2 separate regions of the Zea mays genome follow, and region 2 is linked to region 1. Evidence: chromatin contacts called from public Hi-C data. All regions are on one chromosome and are shown on one strand. The core of a region is the stretch at or near the end of the contact, and the rest is flanking DNA. Distances in the headings are between cores, read along the strand shown.

Region 1 (4,668 bases), core at 714-3,213:
CACACACACAATGCTACTGCCTTAAATGGCACCATGAACGAGTTTAGTAATTTGTTTGGAAAGGTAAATCATCCATACTCTCTGTATTGCAATCTTGGCTGTTGGGCCTTTAGCCTTAGCGAAGCCAACAACACCATTGTAATTTCCAGTGGCCAATAGCGCTGTGAATTTTGCTATTTGGCCTCCCTGATAAACAAGATGTAAAATTAGGCAACAGAGTTGGCGAAAAGACTAATTATCAGTTGAAGTCACTCAAACAAAGAACGATAACCTTTGTGACTTTGCATGTCCTGTTAACATCGATAACTTTCACATCAAAACCCTGTAAGGTGTGTCATGATGATATCCATGTTAGCACATAAAGCAACATGAAAGACATCGATGGAAGATATATCCAATCAAAAGATTGCTAGGCTGATTGGACTATTTTCAATTGATGATTCTACTTACTTTTCTGTACATAGGTCTCCTGCTCTTCTCGGACAGGGAATTGCGTTCCTCCACCAAATCCTTGATTTCCTCCTCCAAAGCTCTGCCTTTCTTACCGAAGGTATGATCCAACAGTTCTAGCTTCCCCTCAATCTTCTTTTCAATAGCATCGAGTTTATCTATGAGAATATCATCCCTCTCCTTCACATCATTGAATTCCTCGTCGACATCCTCAAGTTCTGCCCCTTGGATCATCTGCTTCTCCTTATCAAAGCCGGCATTGAGCACGACATCCTCAGGAGAACCAACCTGCTGGTGCTGGATGATCCCAAAGTTTGCAGGGTTACTGGGGTCGTAGGCTTCCTTGATTTCCATGATCCTGACGGCTCGGTTGAGCTTCTGAAGGAGAACGAAGCGCTCTTTCCCCGTGGCATCCTTGAGACGGTTCATCATGTCGCCGATGACCCTGTACTCCAGTGGCAGCTTGAGATGGCGCTCCTCAAAGTTGTTGATTTTGGTCATCCATTTGTGAGCCTCGTCTAGGGTGTCTGTCACATTTGGCCATGGCAGCAAAAGACAGAGAATTGTTGAAGGAATAAACGAGGCGGAAATGGATGGAGGACGGGATGAGATGAGGCTGGTAAGTAGGTTCATTACCGGCCTCTGCGAATGATTGCAGGAACTCCTCATGGCGCTTGCACTTGCGCTCGAACTCGTCGACGCGCTGCTTGATGGCATCGGGCGTGTAGCGCTCGTCGTCCTCGTCGCTGTCGGAGTCGGTGGGCTCCCAGAAGCCTTCGCCGGCGGCCATATCCTTGGTCTTGCGTCGCTCGAGCTTCTCAATGAGCGGCTTGACGCCCATGTAGTCCTCTTCGTCTTCCTCCGGCTCTTCCTCCTGGTCTTTGCCGTCCTTTGCGCGGCGGTCCTGTCGCTCCCGCTGGCGCTCGCGCTCGACCTCAGCGAGCAGCTCGTGCACGACCCACTCGCTCTGGAACTTCTGGTGGGGCCTGGCGTCCCCGGATGAGGCGGAGAATGCCAGGTGGCGGCGCGGCGGCGTGATCCGCGAGCCTAGGTGATGGCCGTGGCGTGGGAGTGCGGTGGAACCCGCGAGGCTATGCGGACGCAAGGAAAGGAGGCGGACCCACGCCGCGGCGGCGCGGGAGCGTGCGACGGCGGCGGCCATGGCGGCGGCGGCGGAGAGAAGAAGGAGAAGAGGGTTTTTGCCGGCGGGTGGGATTCTGCACCGCAACAAAATGGAGTGGGAATCATCGTCCGTCGCAACCGTAGCGGAATGAAATCTAGGTGGGCCCTTCATGGGCCTCCATTTCCTAGTCCATGGGCTACCTCTTGCGTCATCTGAGCAGCACGGGCACCCGACGAACCCTGGCTTGGTCGGCTCGGGTCGTTTCCGTTTTGGCCGCTCGGGGGCAATTCTGTCTATCCATCCACAAATAGAAGTTTGTCTCAGAAAACAAAAATAAGAAGGATGGGAATTGGATTCTGATTTGTTGTTCTTCTTCCTAAATAATAAATTCTAGGGTTTGCCTCTTCCCTCTCGGCTCTCGCTCCCACCACCACCACCAGGCAGACGCAGATCGGCGGCGGGATAGGCTAGCAATGATCCCCAATTCCGACTTCCTCTAGACTGCCTGGCGGTCGAATTCCGATTCGATTGGAGTAGGGAACGAGAAGGGAACAAATACACCGGCACCACCACCAGACCAGACAGCACGTGCCTCCATACTATGGTTTACGCCCCGTGCCGCTCATCGACGCCGCCGTCTTCCTCGCCGATGCTCCACAAGAACCTCCGCGCCCTCGGACCCGGCTTGAATCCCTTGGCTCCCTTCGGCATGGGCAACTACTCCCGCTAGCCGTTTCCTCCTATCCCTCTTTCTCCGATTCCGATCTCTGAGTGCTTCCGCCTCCGCCCCCGGCCGCTTCCTCCATCGGAACCGATCCCCGCTATTTTACTCCCGTTCGTTTCATTGTTCCGTTGCTTTGGATCTGAGTCTCGAGATCCTCCCCTGTCCTGCTGCTCGAGGAGCCGCCAAGGATACCAAAATACCATGGTGCAGGTGCGCAGGTCGCTCAGCATGAGCCGCCTTCGGAGCTGCCACGACGCGGACGACCGTGGCTGGAACCCGCTCCATGTTGCTGCTCGCAAGGGAGACCTCAAGGAGGTAACCATCATTCATACATAACCTCTCTACCTTTGTATTTCTCTTAATGATTGATGATACATTGCATGCTATACCAAACTAGATTAGATTGTGAACCCATAAACTAGATTAGATTGTGAACCCATACAATTTACCAAAACGTTTGAAGGGGGAAAAGGAGCCCGCCATTGTATTGATTGATGATCTGGTATATAAAATATTGCCAAAGGTGGCCAGCAAATGTCCAACTTAGGGCTAGTTTGGGAATCCCATTTTTCCAAGGGATTTCTATTTTCCTAAGAGAAATTAGTTCATTGTTCCTTAGGAAAATAGGAATCCCTTGGAAAAATGGAGTTCCCAAACTAGTTCTTATTATGTGTAATATACGATGGAAATAGAGTGTAACCGTTTCTATCCATATCGTCAGATACCATATACAGATTCCAGCACGTGTTGGTTCACATGGATTGTGTGCATGCATCACACACAAAATAACACTAAATACATAAAATTGCACTCAGGTCAAGGCAACCAGTATTTCAGGAATCCTTTTTGTCACCACCCTGAAGCTAAGCAGAGCAATCCAAACAAACAACTACTTCTAGATGTATAATTAGTTTTGTTGGCCGTCACCTTTATAATTATATATCAAAATTCTGTGCCCATCTTAAGCCCATATGACCATGTTCAAAATTCTACTATCTCGAATCGTTCTGAATTAGCTGGTTCTCAATTCTAGTTTTTCATCAAATATTGTTCCAATCTTCATCTGTGACTGGCTGTACATAACTATTTCCCTTTTTCTTATTCCTTGATTTCATGTGCTTCCACTAGCAATAAATATACTGCGTTGACTCATTTGGCAATTGTTATAGACACATTTGGGAAGAAATACCACTGTTTTTAGTCCTTTAGAATGGTATTCATCCTAGGCCTTTACAATGATACTCATCCCTGGATATATATTAACCTTCATTAGTAATGGTGTCTTTCTATTTCTCTTGTTGCCTGTTGGTGCGACGGTGCCTAGTGCCAAATGTTTTTGCTTACTCACCTATCTAATTAGATAATAAATATGGTTTTCTCTCTCTCTCTGCCTAGGTCCGACGTCTCCTGGATGAGGGGGGGATGGATGTGAATGCACCTGCATGGGGACCAAAATGTCCTGGTGCTACCCCACTCCATCTGGCTGCTCAGGGTGGGCATGTTAAAATCATGGATGAACTACTGGAGCGTGGTGCCAATATTGATGCTCGAACAAAAGGGGCATGCGGCTGTAAGTTCACACTTCCTCTGACCCATTGCTAGAGAGCAAAGGTTTTGAGTATGCACATTTCGGTGTCATTAATCTTGTTTCCTGTTGGAGTTGATGCTGCTTCATGAACATATCATTCCACCATATGCTGTCTGTGCTATGCAATGACTATGAATCCGCGTAGTTGTCCTTCCATCTATTATCGGCGGAATTGCAATCCCCCTCCACCGAGACCTGGATGTTACATTCTTGTGGACAAGTATATGCAGTAGTGATGCCTCCCTGGTTATTCTGGGCCTCAAATTCATTCAGTTTCAACCGAAGTTGCATCCTAATGATTTAACATGGTTTCAGTTCATGCCTAAGGACATACGTGTCAGTTTTTGTATGGTAGAAACTATTTCTTGATTAAATCATATATATGCCTCTACTTCTCTAGCAATAGTGGGCGCAAAACATGCTTATACAGAATAACGATATGAGTGGACCTGTTATTTTTATCCTGGGAGTCTGATTGGCTCTTTTCTTGGTTGAGCACAGGGACTCCTCTACACATTGCTGCCAAGGAAAGGAACAAGAAGGCTGTGAGATTCCTGATTGAGAATGGAGCATTCCTTCCTCCTGAGATGAATGACCATAGGTTCAATCCCCCCCTCCATTACTGCTCTGGGTTAGAATGGGCGTATGAGATGAAGCGCATGCAGGATGAAAGCGATTCGCCTGGCGAAACTTCGTTGAGCTCGGATAACTAGAGAGAAAGCAGCAGGTGCATGCAGCTTGAGAACGATGAAGTTAAGTCAAGTCATTGAGTACATTTGCTTG
Region 2 (4,577 bases), core at 1,068-3,567, 580 kb after region 1:
CTAGTATGGAGAACATCTCCACCCCTTACCAGGGTTCCGGGGTATCGTCATTAAGCAACGACAGCTCATTCTCAAAATCTCGAGCCGCGTCCTGGAGTGGGACATACTCTGAGCAGTTTAATGCTTTTGCGGGCACTATATCGCCTGACAGACAGACGACGCATTCACCACTGATGCCTGGCAAACCACCACACAGCCGTTCCAACAGCAACTCATCAGGGCATCTCAATGGATTGGCAGAGGATCTTCATGAGGTCGAGCTGTAACTGGCGACTGGTCAGCATGACCGTCGCAACTCGTGTCTTAAAGGCAGCGATGACAACCCCTCCCCAAGCAGGTGACAGAAAAGAAGGTGCCCTTAAAATGCTGACCACGGGGATGCCGCAGCTGGAATGGGCTTGGTGTGACTTTGCACGAGATTCTGGGGCGCGCTCTAAACCACCGAGGTGCGTCAGGCCTGTACTAATAGAGATGCAGGGTTTTTTTTTGTAGCCATATATACATATATGTTGGTTTTGTGTTTTAGAGAGAAGGGAAAGGGTTGGGTGGGCCTTTGTTTACAGGTGGGAAGGGAAGAGAAGCAGCATGCAGATGCCCTTGTACAGATAATCTGCCCCTACCCAGTTTGTTTAAAACGCAAACAACGCCATTTTGGTTTTAGTTCCCTGGAGAAGGATAGAGGAGAAGGTGTGTGTCTTTGTAGTGTGAGAAGCATGGCTCTGTAGTGTTGTTGTTATAGTGTACTACTACTGTGCTAGCCAGCCGCATACACAGACTGTTTATTCTTTGGAGACGAATCAATTCTTTCATCTTGACTAGGGCATTATTATTTGTTAACATAATGCTGCATCTTGTTATGTACGTAAAAGTCAAGAGAAGGTACAAATTAAGCCATATGTTATGTACTAGTAAACAATGATACAGGATGCAGATGCTTATCGATTGATACGTTGATGTAGCAAGAGTGGCGGCGGTACGCGTGGTTTTGGTTAATTGACCAGGTGAGTGAAAACCGGCTGCTCAGCTCCAGGATTTGCCTCGCCAGACACACAGCACATGCTTGCCTTTTCCCATAACCTTTCACAGCTCTCTCTCTCTCTCTCATTTTCTTCTGTCCGACATACATGTGGAGCTCTTAGTAAAGCTGCTTTACTAAACATTTTTTTTTAAAAAAAAACAGCTCAATTTTACTGATAAAGTCGCTCGCGAAGTTGCTTTACAAAAGAAGAAGCTTCAACAGTAAAGCTGAGATGTACTAAATGTTATCTAAATGAAAAATGCAGTCATAGATTTTGACCAATTCAATATTTTCCAAAGCTTTATTAGACTTGTAGAAAACATTATGAATATTTGTATGTGTAACCTTAGAGCACTTATATAAGTCATAACAAATGGCGTACTTATATAACCACAATGTACTGGTGCTGCGTCATTATTTTATACTACGCATATATTATTATAAGTAGAGAAAGCTCACAAAACCATGCGCGCGCCCCCCTGTTTGTTTCGGTCGCTAATTACACCCTTTGTATCGTTGGTTGATGATGGTCTCCACCGGCCGTACGAGTCATCGATCGTTGATTTATTTTTATCACCGACTTGCACGCCTTTCGAACAAAGACGCAACAAAGGAAAGCGAAAGCGTCACGAACGAGGTTGTTCCCTGACAGTTGTTCGACTAATACAACTGCAAGACACTGAATAAGCAGTAAAAATCAATATAGATTAAAGTTAAACGAACATGCTCAACATCGAATACTACTCATATGTGTTATTATTAAGAGAATACCACCAAGGTAGAAAAGTTAAAGGACCTAAACTGTTGTGCCGGGAGAGTTGTGCGACGAACAGATGTAAATATGATAAAATAAGTTCAAAGTTCATATAGATAGCACGATCACACTTAGGGCTAGTTTGAAGCCATAAAAATGGAAGAGATTAAATGAGATAAAATTCACTTATTTAATTTTAAATAAGAAGAGAGTTTTAACCCCTCTAATTCTCTCCAGTATTTTAGCTCCTAAACTAGCTCTTACAGCAGTAAAAGACCCTTGATGGTAGCGTATGCAAAGAGAAGGAACTATTCAATGAATTGTTTTTTTAATCACTAGTAGTATGGTGGGTAACTGTCGTCAACCGGCCCTATCTACTTCAGTTTAGTGAAGCACTAAACCGCACCTTGGTATGTTCAAATTTAAGATTTTTTTTGAAACGAAACAATTTTAACCAGCGGCTCCAAACCGGTGAAGTGGTTTGGTCTTTGGTGTGGGGCCAGGGTATTAATGGAATTGAATATATAAAGAGCAGGGTGGTGGACCTTTCCCCTCCCACGAGTCGAGTAGCCATTGCCCATTGCCATTCCTTCCTTCCTCCACAGAGAAATCCGATCCGCGGAGATTTGACCCAACCAGATCATATCACACACGTAATCCCATCCCATTCCGCCCGCAACAGCAGCACCACCGGTGGGAAGAAGAAGATGAAGAAGGCCACTTCGCTCTCCGAGCTGGGCTTCGACGCCGGCGACGCGTCGTCGGGCTTCTTCCGCCCTGTGTCCGGCGACTCGTCGACGCCGACGTCGCAGCACCACCGGCGGAGGCTGACCAAGGTGTCGGTCATCGGCGCGGGCAACGTGGGGATGGCCATCGCGCAGACCATCCTCACGCGCGACCTGGCCGACGAGATCGCGCTGGTGGACGCGGTCCCGGACAAGCTCCGCGGGGAGATGCTGGACCTGCAGCACGCGGCGGCGTTCCTGCCGCGCACGCGCCTCGTGTCCGGCACCGACATGTCCGTGACCAGGGGCTCGGACCTGGTCATCGTGACGGCCGGGGCGCGGCAGATCCAGGGCGAGACGAGGCTCGACCTGCTCCAGCGGAACGTGGCGCTGTTCCGCAAGATCGTGCCGCCGCTGGCGGAGCAGTCCCACGACGCGCTGCTGCTCGTCGTGTCCAACCCCGTGGACGTGCTCACCTACGTCGCCTGGAAGCTTTCGGGCTTCCCGGCCAGCCGCGTCATCGGATCCGGCACCAACCTCGACTCGTCCAGGTTCAGGTTCCTTCTCGCCGAGCACCTCGACGTCAACGCCCAGGACGTACAGGTTCGTGAGGAGTAATGACATCTGCCATTGGCCCACATCTGCCAGAGGCATCAGTTCCCGTTGGACTGTGACCACTCCTCTGGTTGCTAAGAGCGTCTCCAAAAGATTTCATATTTTAAATGTAGGGTAAAACTGAGCATAAACTTGGTAAAAAGATTTGAGCTGATTTTAAACTCGGTAAAACCGAGAGCATAAACTTGGTAAAAAAAGAAGAAGGAAGAAGATTTGATCTGATTTAAATCTTGGTAGAACTGAGCATACAACATGTCTATGAATCAATCAATTTGTTTTGCAGGCGTACATGGTCGGCGAGCACGGCGACAGCTCGGTGGCGGTGTGGTCGAGCGTGAGCGTGGCGGGGATGCCGGTGCTCAAGTCGCTGCAGGAGAGCCACCGCTGCTTCGACGAGGAGGCGCTGGAGGGCATCCGCCGCGCCGTCGTCGACAGCGCCTACGAGGTCATCAGCCTCAAGGGCTACACCTCCTGGGCCATCGGCTACTCCGTCGCCAGCCTCGCCGCGTCGCTGCTCCGGGACCAGCGCCGCATCCACCCGGTCTCCGTCCTCGCCAGGGGGTTCCACGGCATCCCCGACGGGAACGACGTCTTCCTCAGCCTGCCCGCCAGGCTCGGCCGCGCCGGCGTCCAGGGCGTCGCCGAGATGGAGCTCACCGAGGAGGAGGCCAAACGACTGCGCCGCTCCGCCAAGACCATCTGGGAGAACTGCCAGCTCCTCGGCCTCTGATGATCACATCACCGTCTCTCTTCATTAATTAATTATTGCATCAATTTCCACAACCTAGCAGCAGCATCCGGTACCCGTGTTCAATAAAAACAAACCGCTACAATGTGTGCTTTCTAGCTGCATTAAGCTGCTTACTACGAGTATTTGGGCTGTGGCTTTCTTTTTCATGTATCTCACCAAATCGTTATTGTTGTGAGAGCTATACTACACGGTGGTATCAAGAGTATCACAATGCCCAACAGGCGATGGATTGAGCTTTCCTAATTTTTTCATGATAAATTAAGTTCTACTCCCTCCGTCCACATAAATTTGTCTTTCTAGATTTTTTCGTAAGTCAAAATATTTAAACTTTGATCAACGATATATATAAAAGAATAAATTGTTTTAAACTAAAAAATTTATTCCCTCAGTTCTTTTTTATTTGTCGCAGTTTAGTTCAAAAATAAACTAGCGGATGACAAATATTCGAGAACGGGGATAGTATATATTATGATAGTTCAAGTTATAATGAATATTTTGTTTTTGCTTTTATGTTGTAAAATTTTATGAACCATATGGTAAAACTAGTCAAAGTCCATGATGATTGACTTAGGGCAGACCTAAAAGGATAAACTCATGTGGACGGAGGAAGTAGTTGCAAGCCTAACTTTACCCTTGTCTCTAATATGTAATCAAAAGTTTTGTATTCTGATTTCCAAACCTATATTATCATGACAATTCTTATAATGTAAATTT

What was found. A called contact is a pair of places that touch in the nucleus more often than the background predicts.
Region 2: a contact with region 1 is called in a Hi-C map of ear, with 2.2 times the contacts expected there. The contact joins the promoter of LOC100282503 here to the promoter of LOC100272874 in region 1. A contact is called at or near these places in 2 of 25 Hi-C or Micro-C datasets (ear and tassel).

Annotation. Positions count from the first base shown.
Region 1 is chr5:68,796,563-68,801,230 of Zm-B73-REFERENCE-NAM-5.0, forward strand. LOC100272874 (ankyrin-3) reads left to right here and starts at 1,964. Exons shown (of 3, transcript NM_001147327.1): 1 at 1,964-2,612; 2 at 3,693-3,867; 3 at 4,387-4,668. The coding sequence starts at 2,499. The coding sequence ends at 4,598. It overlaps LOC100281473, which reads right to left and starts at 1,720. Exons shown (of 8, transcript NM_001196170.2): 1 at 1,087-1,720; 2 at 451-977; 3 at 272-322; 4 at 79-186. The coding sequence starts at 1,612.
Region 2 is chr5:69,375,266-69,379,842 of Zm-B73-REFERENCE-NAM-5.0, forward strand. LOC100282503 (lactate dehydrogenase1) reads left to right here and starts at 2,318. Exons shown (of 2, transcript NM_001155412.2): 1 at 2,318-3,100; 2 at 3,396-4,193. The coding sequence starts at 2,480. The coding sequence ends at 3,842.